2 separate regions of the Mus musculus genome follow, and region 1 is linked to region 2. The links are chromatin contacts, called in public HiChIP or PLAC-seq maps. All regions are on one chromosome and are shown on one strand. Each heading gives the region's core, a stretch centred on a gene start, on an enhancer-like site or on the middle of the called end of the contact. The rest is flanking DNA. Distances are from core to core; before and after follow the strand shown.

Region 1 (4,057 bases), core at 1,341-3,840, 250 kb after region 2:
AACCATTCAGATATGATTGAACAATTACTACAGTTCTTATGACCCCAAAGTCTGACTGCTTACAGATCAAAGGAAATCCCTGCCTTGGTTCAGCCACGTCTGACTCTTTCTCCTGCCCCATTACTGTAAGAGTAAAAACCACAGGCCATAGATTTTATTGGTGCAGCTATCTTCAGAAGTAGCATTAGGACACAACAAATGACAAGAGAGGTTGGTGAAAACAAAGGTACTGCGAGAAGATGCTTGGAGGGTTGGCCTTGTGGTTCCTGGGACCTCTGCTCGACTTAATATCATATGGTCATACTCAGTACAGCTTTGTCAGTGTGGGAGCAGGGTCTGGTTCTGAATTCTTGATCTAGCTTTCAGTCCTGGCTGCCCTGTTTTCCCTTTGGCTTAAGTCAGTTTTGGCTGGGGTTTCTGCCATTTGACAGCCTCCAGAAACCTAATGCAGTTTCTGTTTGTTCCTAGCCACGAGGTTTCTATGAGAACAGTTAATTAGTTCAAGTTTAGGTTGGAGAAGCAACAGTGGAAACAGTCCTGACACCTGGGAGCTGAGGAGATGTTTTAGTCAGTAAACATCACATAAGCACGGGGACACAGCACCCAGATAAAAAGTTGGGTACCACAGCAGGAACCTTTCTTTAATCTCAGCCTTTGGAAGGCAGAGACAGGAGGATCCCTGGTGCTCGCATGCCAGTCAGTTTAGCCAAAATGGTGAGCTCCAGGTTCAGTGAGAGACACCAAAAATAAGGTGAAGATTGATAAAGGCATTAAGGCTGTTGAGCTCTGGCCTTCTACATTCATGCACACATACAAATATTCTAACATCAGAAGTCTCTTGGCAGGCAGTGCCAGCTCTGGATTATCTATCACCTTAGCTCATAGAACAGAGATCCTCTTTTTGACTCTTAGAATATGAGATCCTCTTTTTGACTCTTCAGAGATAACCAACTTCATCTCTGTTCTATGAGCTAAGGTGATAGTCCAGGGAAAGCAAGATAGATAATGAATTGTCCCAAATTGTTCATTCACATAGCTGTCACCAATTCCACATAAACTCATAATGCACTCTACAGAAGATGCTGTGTCACAGAGTTGTCTCAAGGAAACATCCTGGAGGAACAAAACAAGCAAAGCCAGTTCTGGGGCCAATCATGTCTTTATTAGTGTCTGTGCTGAGCCAATGGAGCGCTCACATATGCTAGGAATTTTACTAGGCACTCTAGCAACTGAGCCAGGGATTTTAGCTTTTCTATTGGCAATTGGGACAGGATGATGGAATAGTTTGGAACAGGATCAAATGGAGAGATTGCTTGCTACCTATAGACAGGCACATGAGGGGTTCCCCAGGCTGGTGCCAAGGTGGGTCAGGCCCCAGAACAAGATAATGCCGTCTCCCCCCAGCGGGAAGGAAGAGAATAAGCTTCAGATGTTAACAGTCGAGCTGAGCTCCTGGGATCAGAAAGGCATTTCCTAATGGAAGCAACTTCCTAAGGCCGGAGGTCTCAAAGAACTCACCTCTTCCCACAGCTAGGAAACCTTAGGGTTAGCTCAGCTATCATAGGGAAGCTACAAGTGAGGAAAAGGTGCCAAATTCCATGTTTTGGTTAAGGGTATGTCCTGCCAGTACTAACTAGACAGGCAAAGTATTCATTATAGTTGAAATCAAGAAACTTTACTCCATAAAAAGCCCCATCGTGCCTTTATCCAGCAAGCTCCTTCACATAGAGCTAGAACCACTACAACCAACCCCTGCCACAACACCAAGCCAACTGTTATTTGATTCTTTGGGCACCCAGACCTCGCTCCTTGCCCCGACTTATCCTTACCAGACAGATAACTGTAGCTTTGTTGTTTGCTCTCTTGTGAGCTCCATTCCTCAGACACTTAGAGCCAAATGAAGTTATGTTTGCTATGTGTAGAGAAAATTCACATGTGACTTATGGGAGTGCCTGGCAATGGGTGTATGGACTTTTGGCTATGTCTGTGCCTGAGATGTTAGCTTCCTTTGAGACGGAAAAGAGGATAAATGGTGGGAGTAATGGGCCAAGCGTAGAGGGCTTAATGGGGAGAAAGGGGTCAAAATGGGACAGTTTAGATGGTAGCTAGCAGAGGATCCAGAAGAAAAGGGTCTTCTTGTGTTCTACATGCACATCCAGAAGTCAGAGCCCCAGGGCTCAGAACCAACAAGGCGACCACATAAGTGAACCAAGAGCAGCACCCGTGGCAGCCCCAGCAAGCATGCCCATGGCCAAAGGGGCGCCTGAGCTGTAGCAGGGGTCCTCTCGAACTATCACGTGTGTCACACCAGGACCTGTAAGAAAAGCCACACAAGTCGGGGTCAGTGCCAGAGACTAGTCTAATCTCAAGTTAAGGCATGAACTCATTCTGCTCCCCAGAGGAACTGAGACTTTGAGAGCACCCTCCACTGCAGCCTACAGATCATACATATGCCACGGATGGTGACTATGGGACTGGAGATGGGCTGCAGGAAACCCCAGGATCCCTAAGCCCCTGGGGATCCATGCAGCCCTTGGGAATGGACTCTAGTAACTAAGACCTTGGGAATAGGAAGAGTGTCATTTCTGCAATAGCCACCTGGGGTCGCTAGCAGCACAAGATTATCACTGTTTGGTAGACTGGCTGAGTGGGGCCAGCCCGGAGAGTCTGTTTTGAATCTAGGATCTGGGAGGGTGAGATCTGCAAAATATGTATACCCTCAAAGGGTGAAGCTCAGTCTTCACTGATGGATCATGGGCAAGGCCTGGCACAGGATTGTGGCAGGAGGTAGACTGGCATGCTAGGGGCACTTACCTGCATAAGGTGGCCCATAGTAGCTGCGGACATATGTGGCTTCATGTGCGTTGGGTGGCACCACCTCATAGTAGTCCTGATACGGGCTGTAGACGCGTACCTGAGAAATCCAGTCAGGTTGAATGCCCAGGGACTTCCTGGTCTGGGCTTGGTCCTGACCCTTTCATTCTGTAGCCACCCTCCTCCCCAGGGCTAAAGGGAAAAGGTATGGCCTCCCCATAGATTCCATAACCCTTCTCCCCTAAAACATCCAGCTCCCAATAATGCCTTTTCTCCTACCTTGGCCTTCTATATTGCCCAATTTTCCCATTGCTCAACTTTCTAAGTCTAACAATTCTACAATGCTATTCTCAGAGAAACCCAACTGATTATTCTCCTAGTCAAGGGAAGAGAACTATGGCAAAGCCCTAGGCATGAATTAGAGGAGGACTGGAGCAAAGGAAGAAAAGAGTAGTCACTGAAATAACTACCATCTAGCATCTACTGCATAGCGGGTCCCAAGGGAGGTGCTCCCTAGTGTCACCTCTGATCCTTCAAGGCAGGCATTGCTATCTCCATAGCATCCAGTGCTATGGATGAGGCACAGAGAAGGTGAGAGTCCTGCCTTCCCCATCAGGCTCCTACCAACCTCCCAGATTCTAGCTCAGAAGCTACCCACTATAGGAAGCCCTCCTGGGCTCAGAAGTATTTCTTCCTAGGGTCTCTAACTTGGATAGTACCCCTTATCTTTTCTCTTAACCTTTCTGGCCTGTTCCCCCAAATGTGTGCTACTTAATGGCAAGGCCCTCAACTTGTATCACCTGCAAGGGACAGTGATGACAGGAACCAGTAATACATGCACGATTAGCACTAACTGTCAATCCAAATCTACCACTTTAACTCATGGGGTAGCTGACTTGGAAGGGGTCAGAATCTGTTCTCTCCTGGGACTCCCCCCTAGCCCCATTCTCACTGTATCTCTCACTAGGCTTCACACCAGAATTGCCCAACTCTAGAAGTCCGTTTGTGTCCAACTTAATTAATACAAATGGACTGTGCCCTCCCCCTCCCTCTCTGCCCTGTTCTTCCTGTAAATGTTCTTGTCATGAACTGGAACCAAGAAATCTAGTGGGGCTGGGCAGTGGTGACACACGCCTTTAATCCCAGCACTTGGGAGGCAGAGGCAGGTGGATTTCTGAGGAAAAAAAACAAAACAAAACCCGAAATCTAGTGGGTACCATACTTAAGGGTTCCTTTTCCTTTT
Region 2 (3,986 bases), core at 1,247-3,746:
TGACAAATCTAAGTCCCCTTGGCTGTAAGGCAACAATTGCAAGATGCCTCAATCTGAGCCTGAAAGTCCTTAACCCCAACTTTCCTGTGGGACAATGAAATGCAGTCATTCAGTAGGCACTGGGACAACAGAGCTGATGTTCAGGAAAGGATGCAAATAGAGTATCTGTTAGCTCCACAGCAGTAACTGAAAGCTGGGGCCGTGCAAGGTCACCCAGGGAGTGCACAGCAGAGGAACGGTAAGAACAGCCATACTCCATGTCCATTCACTGTTAAACCGTACTATGATAGTGGTCAAAGAGTAGAAGAGGCCGGAAATCAAAGAACTGGAAAGGAGATGAGAGAGCAGTGAAAGTGTCAGTAAATCTGACTGAGGTTAGAAGGCAGAGGACGAGGGTAACTGACCAGCCATGCTGATGAGACCACACAGAAGACGGAGCTGTCTCCTGCAGTCTCCGCAGCAACTACCATGACGTGTTGTCTGAATTCACAGAGTAATCTCTTGGTAATGTTGACTATTGTCATAGTTCTGCTGCTTCCCCCAAGAAGTAGGAGGACATTCCCTGCTGCTGAAGACTAGATAGGCATGATCTGTAGAGGCCCTAGATTCATGGTGTCGAGCCCAGCTGAGGGTAGATAGAGGTGAGCAGCTCACTGCAGGAAAGGAAACTGAGATAAAATACACCCCTGGGATAAAGACCCATCCCTCTAGCCTCAAGCCCCCTTTTTCTTCTTGAGGCCTAAGCACACTGACCGTCACATTACCCCCAGGCAGGTCTGGTCAAGATAAAGGAGGTTAAGTACCCCAGACTGAAATTTACTTAACAAGATGATCCAGCTCTGCCCAGTTCTAATTTAGCCACCAGTTACCAGGGTCCTCCTGACTGCTAGCCTGTGTATTGAGCTTCATCAGCATTCAGGGCCTGGATTTGAAGGCATGAGGAATGCCTCCAACATCTACACAAAAAACAAGATTCAGGAGGATATTTAGAAGAGAAAAAGGAGAAGAAAAAAATCCCAAAAAATTTAACAAAAAGAAATTAGAATATATCAAGTAAAGTTTAAAATTGGGAACGTTTTCAAGAGTCAATATCTAGATAATTGAAATTCCAGAAATATATGTTAGGAAAAATAAAGGGATCACGCTGAGAGTGGACGACAATTGTCTTATTAAGAAACACAGGCAAAATTCAATACTATAATAAATCATAAACAGATAAGTTAATTCAAAAAATAATTGCAAAACTGAAAAAAATGGAGGACTACATACTGAATAGTAGAGATCTTTAAATTTGTGTGCAGAATAGATGGCATAGCAAACAGCTATGATGGACAGCATAGACCCTCACTCCTTAGTAAAGATGGGCTGGAGAAATGGCTAAGCAGTTAAAAGCACTTGCTACTGTTGCAACCTGGGTTGCTTCCCAGCACCCACATGGTAGGTCACAACCCACCTTAACGCAGGTTCCAGAAGATAAGATTCCCTCTTCTGACCTCCATAGACATGTACTACATCAAACACAAACATGCAGTCAAACACTTATACATTATTGAACTTAAAAAGCCATTATAGGCCGGGCGTGGTGGCGCACGCCTTTAATCCCAGCACTCAGGAGGCAGAGGCAGAGGCAGGCAGATTTCTGAGTTCGAGGCCAGACTGGTCTACAAAGTGAGTTCCAGGACAGCCAGGGCTATACAGAGAAACCCTGTCTCGAAAAAACAAAAACAAAACAAAAAAAGCCATTATATAGGAAAATACCAAGAATCCTTTTTAAAAAGAGCAGTTGTAAAGTTCCAAGCTAGCAAGACAGCTCAGCAGATAAAGGCTCTTCCCCAGCCTGACAGACTGAGTTCTATCCTTGGAGCCCATGTGGTAGGAGAGAATCCACTCCTACAGGTTGTCTGCAAATGCATATACATGCTCACACACACACACACACACACACACGTCTCTAAAGAATAAAAATAAAAGTTTTTGAAATAATATGGAAACATTGTCTTATTTGAAAGTGATGATTGTGCAAATTTCTTTAGAAATTAAAGAAAAACAGTGGTAGCTTAATAGGGAAGCTGAGGAATAGTAAGTATTAAGTTGGGTCAGCACACAGTATTTAATATTACTGCTTTATTATTCATAAATGTTCATTAGATTAAGTTCAATAATATTAAGTTACTGTAAGAGAAAGAAAAATAAAAAATATTCATTAAAATGTTGAGTTTATAGTTATTTATATACTTACTTCCTTAGTTTATAAACTCCTTGTAATGTTTTATTCATTTTTCTATCCAGTATAAAACTAACCATGTCATAATAATTCCAAAGTACATGTGTTTGCTTAATTGAAGGTGTTTTTGTAAATTAGCCATTTTTTTTTACAAAAACATCTGCTTTACAGAATGATAGGTGCCATTTTTCCTGCCTGTCAGGGCACAGATAGCACAGGGGTCCAGCTGGACTTAGGTTAGCCGTCTCTATGGCAACCGTACACACAATGGCCAACAGCCACTTGCTGCATGAGAGCACAGTGCGAGTCAGTAGTGGGGTTTGAGTACTAGTTGACGTCATCCTAAGAGAGAGGAAATAGAGTTGGAAAATGTCACCCAGTAGTCAGTTTAGAGTGCATCCTTAGCGTACGTTCTTTCACATTTAGAATGTTAGGAAGCTTTGCCAGAGACAGAGAGACAGGAGCTCTGCTGAACCTTCTGTTAAGTCCTTGGCTTTGTTTTTCCTGTCTCCAGTGCTGAATTGTCCCAAGGTCATTTCTGGAATGGATTAGGCTCTCCTCCAGATTCCCCGACTCCTGGGAGTGATGAGTACTGCAGCAGTGACCTGAATGATCCTCAGTATGACCAGAGTCTGCTGGAGAACTTGTTTTACACAGTGCCTGTAAGTCATTGAATCTGAAGCTCTACAAGTGGGGAACACGGCACTCAGTAGCCAGGCCTCACACTTGCAGGAAGCTATCATTTTACATATAACTTATGTAGTAATAATTATAGCTGAGGAAGATGATAAAGAGACGGGCCTAGAAGGCACAAGTCTTTTGTTCCAAGGATATGTAGCAAGTGTCAGAGCCAGAATCAGATTCAGAGTCCCCTGCATCCAGAGCCTGTGTTCCAGTATATCCCAGGCTTCCTCAGAGCACTTCTAAGAAACAGCTAGCACAGGCATGCCTTGGAACCCACTGGTATCTATACAGAAGAGTCCAGAACATTTCTACTCACGGGTGACAAAACCCTCTCTGTTGGCTTGTAAGATAGGGAATTCTTTCCAGGCAGTTCTGCTTATTCCAACTTTTTTTTTTTTGTCAAGCCTAATGATCTGTTGCTGGTTTAGCATCTTCTAGACACTGTACATAAGAAGCCTAGTCGCTTTCCATAAGTAGTCTGTCCTGAAGGTTGCTGTCATGTTCCTCGTATAAGTCCAGTTTTTGTTACTATAACAGAATACCTAAGGTAGGCTAACTTTATAAAAAGAGAGGTTTGTGTAGCTCAGTGTAAACTCTGGTAAGGACCACAGTGGCTGCACATCTCATGGTATATATGAGAAAGGGGTCACATCACCAAACAGGATGCCATCACGGCAGGACCAGGTTCTACCATCATCCCTTCTAAAGACTTGTCCTAACAGAACTAAGCATCTCTTCTTCCCTAACGACTTACTGGTCACTGAGGGCCAGGCTTTCTCTATAAAAGCTTTTTGGGATGCACTCTAACTGTATTCAGACCACCACACTTCTGAGTTTCCTTTTTTGTATGTCAGGGGGGAAAAAAAAACATGTAGTAAAAACAAGGTAGTTTATTCTGAATTGGTAGTAAGTCAGGGAGGGCTGCCAGAATTGAGACAAAGTGTGTGTGTGTGTGTGTGTGTGTGTGTGTGTTGGGGTCGGGGGGTGGGGTTAGGCATTTATGATTATATGATATTGTCAGGCAGAGCATAAGCAGGCACAAAAGGTTTAACAGACTTGAGAGTTTTGAAAGGCAGAG

Evidence for each region. HiChIP or PLAC-seq counts read pairs in DNA pulled down with a chosen protein or histone mark.
Region 1: a contact with region 2 is called in an H3K27ac HiChIP or PLAC-seq map of stem cell-derived neural progenitor cells, with 2.3 times the contacts expected there. The contact joins two enhancer-like sites. A contact is called at or near these places in 7 of 39 promoter capture datasets (3T3-L1-derived adipocytes, the HPC-7 cell line, the SN4741 cell line and 4 more), 3 of 484 Hi-C or Micro-C datasets (LSK cells, bone marrow-derived macrophages and nephron progenitors), 2 of 115 datasets of contacts at active chromatin or transcription factors (embryonic stem cells and stem cell-derived neural progenitor cells) and 3 of 9 other capture datasets (adipose tissue, liver and macrophages).

Annotation. Positions count from the first base shown.
Region 1 is chr7:100,642,756-100,646,812 of GRCm38.p6, forward strand. It overlaps Plekhb1 (pleckstrin homology domain containing, family B (evectins) member 1), which reads right to left. Exons shown (of 9, transcript NM_013746.3): 8 at 2,815-2,914; 9 at 1,141-2,314. The coding sequence ends at 2,178. Among named protein-coding and RNA genes, the nearest start is that of Plekhb1, 18 kb to the right of the region's middle. Within about 2 kb of position 2,591, at least 25 of the 459 cell types and tissues checked have an H3K27ac peak or open chromatin away from gene starts, as enhancers often do. A contact at or near this core is called in stem cell-derived neural progenitor cells, where this site is marked.
Region 2 is chr7:100,396,930-100,400,915 of GRCm38.p6, forward strand. C2cd3 (C2 calcium-dependent domain containing 3) reads left to right here. Exons shown (of 33, transcript NM_001017985.3): 8 at 2,739-2,886. Among named protein-coding and RNA genes, the nearest start is that of C2cd3, 27 kb to the left of the region's middle. Within about 2 kb of position 2,497, at least 32 of the 459 cell types and tissues checked have an H3K27ac peak or open chromatin away from gene starts, as enhancers often do. A contact at or near this core is called in stem cell-derived neural progenitor cells, where this site is marked.